Linked DNA regions of Bombyx mori: region 1 is linked to region 2. The links are chromatin contacts, called in public Hi-C maps. All regions are on one chromosome and are shown on one strand. Each heading gives the region's core, a stretch centred on a gene start, on an enhancer-like site or on the middle of the called end of the contact. The rest is flanking DNA. Distances are from core to core; before and after follow the strand shown. Region 1 holds the start of LOC101741429. Region 2 overlaps LOC101741429.

The links. Hi-C and Micro-C count contacts between places; a contact is called where the count stands out from the background.
Region 1: a contact with region 2 is called in a Hi-C map of posterior silk gland, with 2.2 times the contacts expected there. The contact joins the promoter of LOC101741429 here to the enhancer-like site in region 2. A contact is called at or near these places in 5 of 7 Hi-C or Micro-C datasets (posterior silk gland, an unstated tissue and whole pupa).

What each region holds. Positions count from the first base shown.
Region 1 is chr14:9,186,189-9,191,438 of ASM3026992v2, forward strand. It overlaps LOC101741429, which reads right to left and starts at 2,217. Exons shown (of 10, transcript XM_038015247.2): 1 at 1,858-2,217. It overlaps RpS16 (ribosomal protein S16), which reads left to right and starts at 5,085. Exons shown (of 4, transcript NM_001044043.1): 1 at 5,085-5,129. The coding sequence starts at 5,085.
Region 2 is chr14:9,137,103-9,142,661 of ASM3026992v2, forward strand. It overlaps LOC101741429, which reads right to left. Exons shown (of 10, transcript XM_038015247.2): 5 at 5,124-5,427; 6 at 3,926-4,213; 7 at 2,213-2,384; 8 at 1,329-1,534; 9 at 259-446. Among protein-coding and RNA genes, the nearest start is that of LOC101741293, 11 kb to the left of the region's middle. Within about 2 kb of position 2,154, at least 4 of the 8 cell types and tissues checked have open chromatin away from gene starts, as enhancers often do.

The DNA of each region.
Region 1 (5,250 bases), core at 967-3,466, 49 kb after region 2:
TTTTTGTATAATAATATATCGCCAAGAACATCTTAGCAAACATATCGATATTTATTTTCCTGTCTCTGAAAGCGATAATATATCGCCAAGAACATATCGATATTTATATATCGCAAATATATCGATTATTATTTTCTTATCTCTGCAAGCGAGAACAATGCGTGACTGTACGGCTTCTTTAAGACCTGGTGATTCTATTGAGGGATTGTTTAATGTAGGTCTTCTAACATGACACCTAGCATTTTCTAATCTATTTAGCTGGACAGGTGGAGTCTACTTTGTTACTCACCATTGGAATAGCACATTTGGTCAGCTGTGAATTTCCTTAACATAGATGAGGTGACAAGCTTACCGACAATTTGTAGTTGAGATTTCTAATCGGCGATTTTAATTGGATTAATTAAAGATCAATGTGTTACGCACGCTCACATCGGCCATATAACGTAAAGCATTTATTATAATATTATATTTGACGGTGCGTCTGACTTCCTATTTATTAAATTTGAGTTTTTTATTTATTAATTTAATTGTAAAACACAAACTAAAACTAATGATTTATTCTCTGTGATAATAGAAATTTAATTAGCTTTGCGGATACCACAAGCGCTTTTTTTTAAATAGTATAAAATATTATAGTACAAAATTATATTTCGATCTTAAAAATTCAATTTCTCGAATACTTCGGTTTATGATTAGATAACGCCTCTAGAGGTCACCTGAATCTAAGCCCGCACACACGGAATTTAGAAGCGCGAGTCTCACCGAAAATTTTCTTAAACGTGATTCGTAATTTAGAAACACTCAAGTCCAAAGAGTACTTACTATTAGTAAATAAGTGATACAAAATATTAGTAGGATTGAGGTGTTGGGCCTAAAAATTAACAGTAGCCTATTTAGGTACTGATTTATTCGGAAATTTAACGTTATAGTTTAATGTGGGCAAAACAGTATTCTCTTAATTAGGAGGCTTCTCTGTTAAATCGCCTGCCCGTCATAGCAAAAAAAGTACTACTTAAATGAATATATGTATATAGATGAATATTTATTAATTTAGCGCCAAAAGTATTTTCTTTTCTTCGGACTATATGTTACGGCTATTGTTTTTTTAATATTACTTGCACGGGTTAAAGAGATCACGGTCTACCTGATGTAAAGTGGTTACCAGAGCCCGTAGACATCAACGACTGCCGCGCGTTTCAAACCAGAACGTAACGCATTACTGCCGAGAAGCAGTAATATTAAGCAATGTGGAGCTCCAAAGACGTACATACCTAAACCAGTAAAACTATAATAAAAACAACCAGTTTTATTGTGAATCATAGACAAAATACTGTCTTCTTACAGATCTAATTGCTGGTTATGAATAAGACAATTAGATTTCCGAGTTTAGCCATTTGGTGCCGAAACCTTTTAAATTTAAGAAGCTTAAAAATAAAAGCAAGTAGAAAAATCCAGGAATGAAAACTTAACAGAAGTTGCTATTGTTTTAACAGTTCTAGGAATGGTAGGAAGTGAATCATTCTTTTTTTTAGGACGCACGGAGCAATTTATTTGAAAAACAACACAAAAACAAAATTATATCACTGGTTAATTTCTATAAATAAAAGTATAAATACTAATTTGCAACTTATCATAAATAATACTGTATAATAAAATAGGCCCCGTAATGAAAACCTTAGTATTTTTATAGTAAATGAAAAATACCACGAATTATTGGCTGACAAAAACAAAAAGCAAACATCATTAACTGATCATAAGTGGTTAAAATCGTTCAAGTGCAGCGGCATGTTTTCCATTACAGTATTAAATTATTAAAATTATAGCTTTAAATAAAACGCATTTTATTTCACAACTTACCCACAGAACTAAAAGAATCCAATAACACTATTATTACTGTTTTGTTATTACAAAATTCACAATTTTCTCTGGTTTCTGAACTTATTCACTTTATTTGTACAAGTTTAATACACGGCGGCAATATTTGTAACTCTTTCACGATTCATTGCGAACGATTCGTGCGCTACTGTCACACACTTCACATTCCGTACGACGATACACCGTCGAATACGTTCGTCGAATACGAAATTTCAAATTACCACGCGATCACGGGTCGTGTTGACTCGGTGCGGTGATGCGAACATGAGTATGACGTCAGTAAATTGTTATGACGATTGAGTTGCTTCGCTACTCTATAATGTACTCTCTCTCAAATAATGTGTATAATCTATGGTTAGTAGTTCAGTAGAGGCTACTGACTTTTTGGCGGGAACGCGAGGAGTGAAGTTGTGTGATTTGTTTTATTTTGTCTATTTAGTGTTTCTTCAGGTTTAAATGTGTAATAATGGTGGTTTATTAACTGTTTAATATCTGTGAAAGTGCACAAATGTGGGAAAATGAAACAAAGCTGCTGGACGTAACTTCTCGGGTTCCTCCAAAAAGTCCACTGAAAAAATCTCAGTAAATGACCACCATTTTACTGCGATTATATTTCATCCCATATCATCTCATTTCATTAAATTCGTCCCAGTTGATTAATGTTTCAAATTTATCATCTTCATTTCATTTCACTCCATATTATCATTTTTCATAAAATTAAGAATATAAAGTAAAATAAGACATGACTTAAAGGTCTTAGTTACCAGGTCATAAAATCTCTTATAAAAAGAAGAGGCTAGTAGGACTTTTTGGCGGGAACGCGAGGAGTGAAGTTGTGTGATTTGTTTTATTTTGTCTATTTAGTGTTTCTTAGGGTTTAAATAATATAATATAATTTAAATAATAAAATAATAGTGGTTTATTAACTGTTTAATATCTGTGAAAGTGCACAAATGTGGGAAAATGAAACAAAGCCGCTGGACGTAACTTCTCGAGATCCTCCAAAAAGTCCAGTGAAAAAGTCTTAGTAAATGACCACCATTTTACTGAGATTATATTTCATGCCATTTCATTTCAGATGAAATTCATCACAGTTGATTAATGTCTCAAATTAATCATCTTCATTTCATTTCACTTCATAATATCATTTTTCATAAAAATATGAATATATGTTAAAATAATACATGACTTAAAGGTCTCAGTTACTAGGTCATAAAATCCCTTAAAAAAGCGGCTAGTACTGGCTAGTAGCATAGTGGTTTAAGTGGCTAATGGCTACAAAATATTTTTGATTCATTCATGAAATTAGCCATATGCATATGAAATTATGAAATTATCTAGTGACAGCTACGAATAAATAATTATTTATTCGTAGAGTGACAGGAATTTGATAATGAATTTTATTTCAGAGCCATCTCTTGATGGTACAATTGAATTGATTCTTGTAGTTTTTATGTTTTAGTTGTAAGATCTTATTTAAATTTAATAAATATAACATCAAAACCCAAAAGCAATCTCAACTTATTTTTATTACTAACACGTAGGAAGTGTTTCTCCTTCTTGATTTAGTCCCTATGCATACTCTAATTGTTGATGGCGTTGTTTTTAAAAATCTTTCCACTTGCCACTGTAATGCCATTTTTTTTTTTTTTCCCTACCTATGCTGATAGCCTTGAGAGGCTATTTCAGCTTCGCCCTAACGTTAGTAGGTGAGCTCGCGGGGCTCAACCGGAGAGTTGCTAACACTGACCCTAGCAAGAGCAGTGCTTCGCAGAATCTACCACCGGATCGGAAACGCGACCCACTGAGAAGATCCGGCGAGAAACTCAGTGGGCTGTGTCTATGGGTTAGTTCGCTCGTCGAGCCCTTCGTCGCAAGCGACGGGTTCGACGAGGACGGTGACCGGTGCTTGTGGTGCCTAAAAGCACCGTTAATGGATCAGGAGGATCCGTAATGACGTGCTTTGGGCGACGTCGACGGTTTACCATTCGGTCTACTGGGTCGGGTATGTAATTTCCAGCGGCTACGATGAGAGGGTTCTCATGTCGTGCCGCCTTCTCAAAATGGCGCAGCGATGCCGACTGTAGATACTTACTAAGAGAGTCGAGCTCCAGGTCATCGTGGAGATCCACATTCCTAAGGAACCATGGCGCTCCGACGGCTATCCTGCAGAATCGTGATTGAATAACCTGAAGGGATTTCAAGTGGGTGCGGGCTGCGTGAGCGAACACTACGCTTGCATACGTCATAACGGGGCGTATACAAGTTTTGTAGAGAGTTACCTTATTGCGGAGGGACAGTTTGCTTCGACTACAAAGCATTGCATAGAGTCGTCCTAGAATAAACGCGGCGCGGTCGCGTACCGTTTTTATATGGGGACGGAATGTCATCCCTCTGTCGAGGGTGACGCCTAGATATTTGACCTTCGAGACCCACGGTATGGGCTGGCCAAAGAGAGTGATGGGGCTAACGGCGGAGGTGTTTGCGCGCCTACTACGGAGTGGGATGCTCGAAGTGATGTTCGGAGGGCGACCCCTTTTGAAGAGCACCGCTGCGCTTTTCGTGGGGTTGATGTCTATTGTAATGCCACCTTAATTGGCTCACTTTTAACGGACACTTTTATACTGAGATGGTACTCCTTGGTTCTATCCTCCACATTCTACCCTCTTAACCATCAAGTTTCGGTGTATTTTATATTGTTTACGGCCATTAGCAGCTGAACCGAACCGAACCTGAACCTGAACCCAACCGAACAAACTTCTTTACATAAAGCCATGCACAAGGAGAACCACATCCTCATAGTTTCTACCGTTTTTTCTAAACTTATTAATAAAAAAATACAAAAACTTAGATCTAATGAATTAAATTTTTATTTATTTATTGAAAGCATTGGCAACACGGCCATCAGATTAAATCAATTTTACAAAAAAATAAATAGTGAACTAGGACTTACAATAAATTTAATGAATTAAATATGACATTACAGATAACATCACTAAATGCTCTCCACAGCTTATACATTATAAGGTCATTCATGTGATCTGTGGTAATATAACTCATTCATTCAATCAGTCTTTCTCTGTCAAAATGGCTGCTGTGCAGGAGGTGTGTGCCGATTTTTCTATGTAAATTCATAATCTAGTGTGTAATAAATATGTTTAAGCCCATAAAAATAATTACATTTATTAAAATTACATACGTTCTTTCAGGCAAGACGTGAGCCCATCCAGGCCGTCCAAGTATTCGGACGTAAGGTTAGTGTTTGATTCATCCACGTGTTACAAGCCATTCAGAATGCTATTTTATGCTGAGGATTTTTCGTATAAACGCTCCACAATTGCTTGACAAGTATCGAAATTTCCTTTTTTTGGACAG
Region 2 (5,559 bases), core at 904-3,403:
TATGCTCTAGTTGTTAATGGAAATTTAAAAAATATCGATTTCGATATCTAATAATCGATATTAGGTGACAAACGAAATAAGTGGAGGTGTGGTTGTGTGTGTGTTTTTTTTCCAACACCTATTCTAGTAACCTCGGGGGATATTCTAGATTCATCGAACTAATAGGTGAGCTCACGGGCCTCAAACTTAACGATGTTGCTAACACTGGCCCTAGCAAGAGTGCAGTGCAGTGCTTGTAAGCGGGTACGTTGTACTCACCTAGCGATGGCTTCAGTGGCGTGGCAGTGCAGGCGGGTCTGCGCCCGCAGCTCGGCGGCGCGCGCGGGCGGCGAGGGCGGCGACCTGGTGAAGCACACCAGCGCCGCGCACACCCGCCCCGCGCGGCTCAGCGCCAGCACGCAGCGCGGCACGCCCGCCAGCACCGACACCAGCGACGCGGTCTGCTCCTGGATAGGCAACGGGATAAATGTCAATGTCACATAGACGTCAATGTCATTTCATGTAGGTTGTTAAAAAAATCCCGATCCTGCGGAAAGGATGGAAAGCAGTCGACATCGCCCCAAACACGTCATTTCGGATCCTCCCGATCCACTAACGGTGCTTTTAGGGACCTCAAGCTCCGGTCATCGTTCTCGTCGAACCCGTCGCTTGCGACGAAGGACTCGACGAGTAAATTAACCCTCAGACACAGCCCACTGAGTTTCTCGCCGGATCTTCTCAGTGGGTCGCGTTTCCGATCCGGTGGTAGATTCTGCGAAGCACGGCTCTTGCTAGGGTTCGTGTTAGCAACGTCGTCAGGCTTGAGCCCCGTGAGCTCACCTAATAATTAAGGCGACGCTGATATAGCCTCTCAAGGCTATCAGCTTAGGTAGGAAAAAAAAAGTAAAAAAAAATTAGACCAACATATACATACCTAAACAAAGATTACAATTTTCCTACCGTTTCAATTTTTTTCCCCTACCTATTTTAGTGTTGCTAACACCGGCCCTAGCAAGAGCAGTGCTTCGCAGAATCTATCACCGGATCGGAAACGCGACCCACTGAGAAGATCCAGCGAGAAACTCAGTGGGCTGTGTCTATGGGTTAATTTACGCGCCAAGCTCTTCATCACACTTGCCAAAATTTAGCAAGTGTATAAAAGTAGTACTACATTTCGCGTTAGTTCCAGCAAAGCCAATAATTTGTTACTTCGTTGTACCTTTCAGAATTTATATATTCCTAAAAATAAATAAAATATGATTTATAATAAAATTTAAATAATTTCTTACATTTATAAACTAAGTAGAATTAATTGTGAATTTCTCAGAAATATAGTTAAAAATACTCACTTGCAAAAACACGGATATGTAAGGTCCCCTTCGTTTCACCGCGTCCAGAAGCCTCTCGACGGTGTGATGTTTGTCCATCACCTCCACGATGTCGGACTTGGTGCGGTCGCCGTCTCGCTTCTCCACCTCCAGCTCTCGTACCAAGTTCACGAGACAGGCCGTGCACAGCAACAGTAGCTGGCAGCAATCGGTGCGAGACAAGATACCTGAGCGAAACAAATGATTTGGTAATTTCGACTCTGTTATCTATATATTAATACGTGAAGCAAAAACTTTGTACCCCTTTTTACGTAAATTGCGCGGACGGAGGAGTATGAAATTTCCCACACTTATAGAGAATATAGAGAAGGAGTGCAGAATGTTAATATTTAAAAAAATATATGCATAAATAATACAATAATTCAACAAAAAAAACATTACACACACTACCATGTATTTGACACACATACATATATATACCCTTTATTTACAGTCAAACTTTTGTCATTGCATTAAAGTCTGGTCAAATTGAGAATAGTTTAATATAACTTATCTTTATTAGTATTTGTATATAGTGTAGTCTTGGCGAAATCTGTGATTAGGTATTATATAAGGTCTTTGACAATAGAACCATAATAAAGTTAAAAGTTATGTATAACTTCTGATTTATGTTTAAGTTAAGGTTTAAGTCTCAATTAATTATACTCGAATTTCGACTACAGAGGGACCACTAGTCTATACTAATTTATGAAGCTGAAGGGTTTGTTTGAACGCACTAATCACAGGAAGTACTGGTCCGATTTGAACTATTTTACGTAGCGACATCTATCGTCTCAAAAATACATTAATAGCTACAAATAATTTTCACCAGATGGCGTTCAACTTCAAATTAAATCTAAACTCACCAGTAATGTTTTCAACGATTTTATCCAAGAATAAATGTAATTGAGTCAAATCGTAATGTCCTCTCAGCCAGGGCGCCGTGATCTGAGTGAGCACGGTGATCGCCTCGCGCATCTGCGGCTCCGGGTTCGACCGGTCCGAGAGAATGTCTGATATTATCTCAATACCACCACCCTGCGGATAAGCGATGGGTTGATGAACGCTGCGATATAATCGTTAGGTTTGAGACCCGTGAGCTCACCTACTAGTTAAGGCGACGCTGATATAGCCTCTCAAGGCTGTCAGCTTAGGTAGGAAAAAAAAGCGATATAACAACGGATAGTTTATAGAAGTATATGTTTGTGTTAACGAATCATTTTTTTTTTCGAGTTACATAATATACAATTTCGAAGACATTTTTTTTGTTGCTTAAAATTGATTATTTAAATATATTTTTTACTTATTGCTTAGTTGGGTGGGCGAGCCCACAGCCCACCTGGTGTTAAGTGGTTACTGGAGCCCATAGACATCTACAACGTACATACGTCACCCACCTTGAGATATAAGTTGTAAGGTATCAAGTATAGTTACAACGGCTGCCCCACCCTTCAAGCCGAAACGCATTACTGCTTCACGGCAGAAATAGGCAGGGAGGTGGTACCTACATGCGGACTCACAAGCGGTCTTACCACCAGTAATGTATAAATGGAAACGAGTAATGTATAAATGGCTATTGTACCCGGAAATTTATTGCGTCTACTAAATATGAGTCATTTGAAACCGAGCTAATAATTATTGAAGCTTGTATTGATAATCGACAAGCGACCCGCTCCGGCTCCGCTCGGGTCTTTGACAAAAATTTCAACGATATTTGACGTTGTTTTATTTTTTAAAATAAAATAACACTTATTGCGGGGCAACTATAATAGTTAGACACATGCTGTCGCTATACTTTTTGTAAATAATAATGTGTTCCACAAAGTCGTAGTACATTATTTTATTCTATCATCAATAGTTTTCGCAGGGCACGCGATGTAAAGAATATTTTAGGTATTTTTTTTACACCTTGGGTTACATTATTGGAGTTTTAGTAAGGATCCTTAATTTTTTTTAAAAAAGATTATAGCATATGTCACTCGGGAATAGTGTAGCTTCAAAACAGTGAAAGAATTTTTCAAATCAGTTCAGTAGCTTCGGAGCCTATTCAATACAAACAAACAAACAAATCTTTCTTCTTTATAATATTAGTATAGATAGGCCAGAATATTGATGGCACTCTTTATAATAAAGGTATAATGATGTACACAGCCAATTTAATATATACTGATACTGTAATAATACTATAACTTAGTATGTATAATAATTTAAACATATTTATAAGCAAATAGGACGTATTGTAAGCGCATACAGGTAGATATCACCACACTGCATATTTATGCGTCACGCGTTCCGTTTTGAAGGGTTGCCATGTATATGATTTGTATATTTGAGACTTCGACCTCATGTCTCAAGTTGGGTCACGGTTTTGTTAATGCTTTAACATTATAATAGAAATAATTTGAAGTAGCTTGTCTAAAAAAATGTGTATCTGAATATCTTAGCATTAGAACCAGTTGTAATATATTTATTTGTTTGAATAGTTGCAATCGTGCCTATGCCTAAACTAAATACCTGTTGGAAAGTTTAATTTACAAAATATTATTGACTTATGAATAAATTGCGTATAAAATATGTACCTCTTCGAATTGTTTGACGGCGTCTCCTGTCACACACACGGTCGCCAAAGCTCTCAAACTCAAAGCTTTTATCGAGCTTTTATTTGTTTCAATAATCGCTGTCAATAAAGCTCTCGGTACAGCGCAGTCAACAAACGGAAGCTCTGTTATGCTCTTCATTATTTTGGAGCACTTCTCGTGAAGAGAGCTTTCGGTCGGCTCGCTTAGCATCGCCAAGTGCCCGATGGAAGTGAGCGTGCTCTTCAGGATCATGTCCGATGGAGGTTCTTCTATTATCGACACTAAAGTCTGGAAAATAAGTAGTATTTTTGAGTAAAACTCAGTTGAGTGGTTATCACAGTGGCTGGGTAAAATTGGCATTGCCAACGAAAAGCTAGGGCATTTGTAAGTCCCGTGTTATTATAGGCCTAATATATTTTTTGTTACTATATAAATGGCATTATCTTATACCTCCCAAGGTGGATTCACTTTTTATATAAACTCTAAAATGAACCTCTCAAAGGTGTTAACCTAAGCACTATGGCATATTCTACAAACACGGCTTATAAGGATTACTTTATGATGGGCTTTTAACTTGGCCAAGTCCTGGTAGTTTAAAGCGGTCGAGATCAGTTATTATGACGTGTTTAGTTGGTTATAATTGTCTAAATATGTCCATTGTCATCCAATGGCGCAATTACTTTGGAAGCTGCTTGTTTAAATACTAGACAAATATACAAGTTGAAAAATGTTGTTATTGTTTGCGCTTCATATGGTATTATTGTTAGATCGAGGTCATTGCGGTCATGATTCATATTGGACTTTACACATTCTGGTTTTCAATATTTCCCGCTACAATATGGACCAATTAACGCACGAAGACTGTTTTGAGTAGGCATTCCAAACGCACGTTTCCATGTTGCCTAATGCCTATTTATCCTTGTTACGCGAAGTTCCGGATAAAGTTAGCGCAATCCCCTTCGGGAATGTGTACAGCGGACCCTTAAATCCTGACTATTGGTTGACTGGTCAACCCGGGGTTATGGCGCTCGTATAATAATAGTGATGATAATTAAAGTATGGTCGACGCTAACTGAGAATTGCTACTAAGTGTGGGGGCTTTTTGTTAATAGGTCCCTCAATAGCACTTACCCAAGACTTAGCCCGTGGCATTTTCTGTTTACAGTTACATAGATAACCTGGGACCAATTAAGCTTACCTTCATCTGCTGAATTAAAACAGCCTTCGTAGTCTCCAAGAATATGTCAATCAAAGTGTCCAGATGCTTCAATACCAAGTACCACTCGACGTTGCTTTCGTTTAGTTCGATCTTTACATCTTCCCCTATGTCTATTAGTTTCTGCAAATACAGTTGCAGCGACTTCTTTATCTTGTCCCATCTCTCGGGAGTCTCCCCGGGCGGTTTCGTGTTCAGCGTGATGCTGTGAGCTAATACGAACTCATTGATGTTTGCGACCAACAAACATATTTGTTCCTCGCTCGGTTTCGAATCTTCGATTTGTCTGTACAAACATTTAGAAAATCGACTATTACTTTACATAAAAGTGAAAGTTATGTAAATAATTGAGTAGTACAAATTGAACGATTGGTGATTACCTTATAAGCACGCTTCGATGGTTTAATAAGCGTTGGTT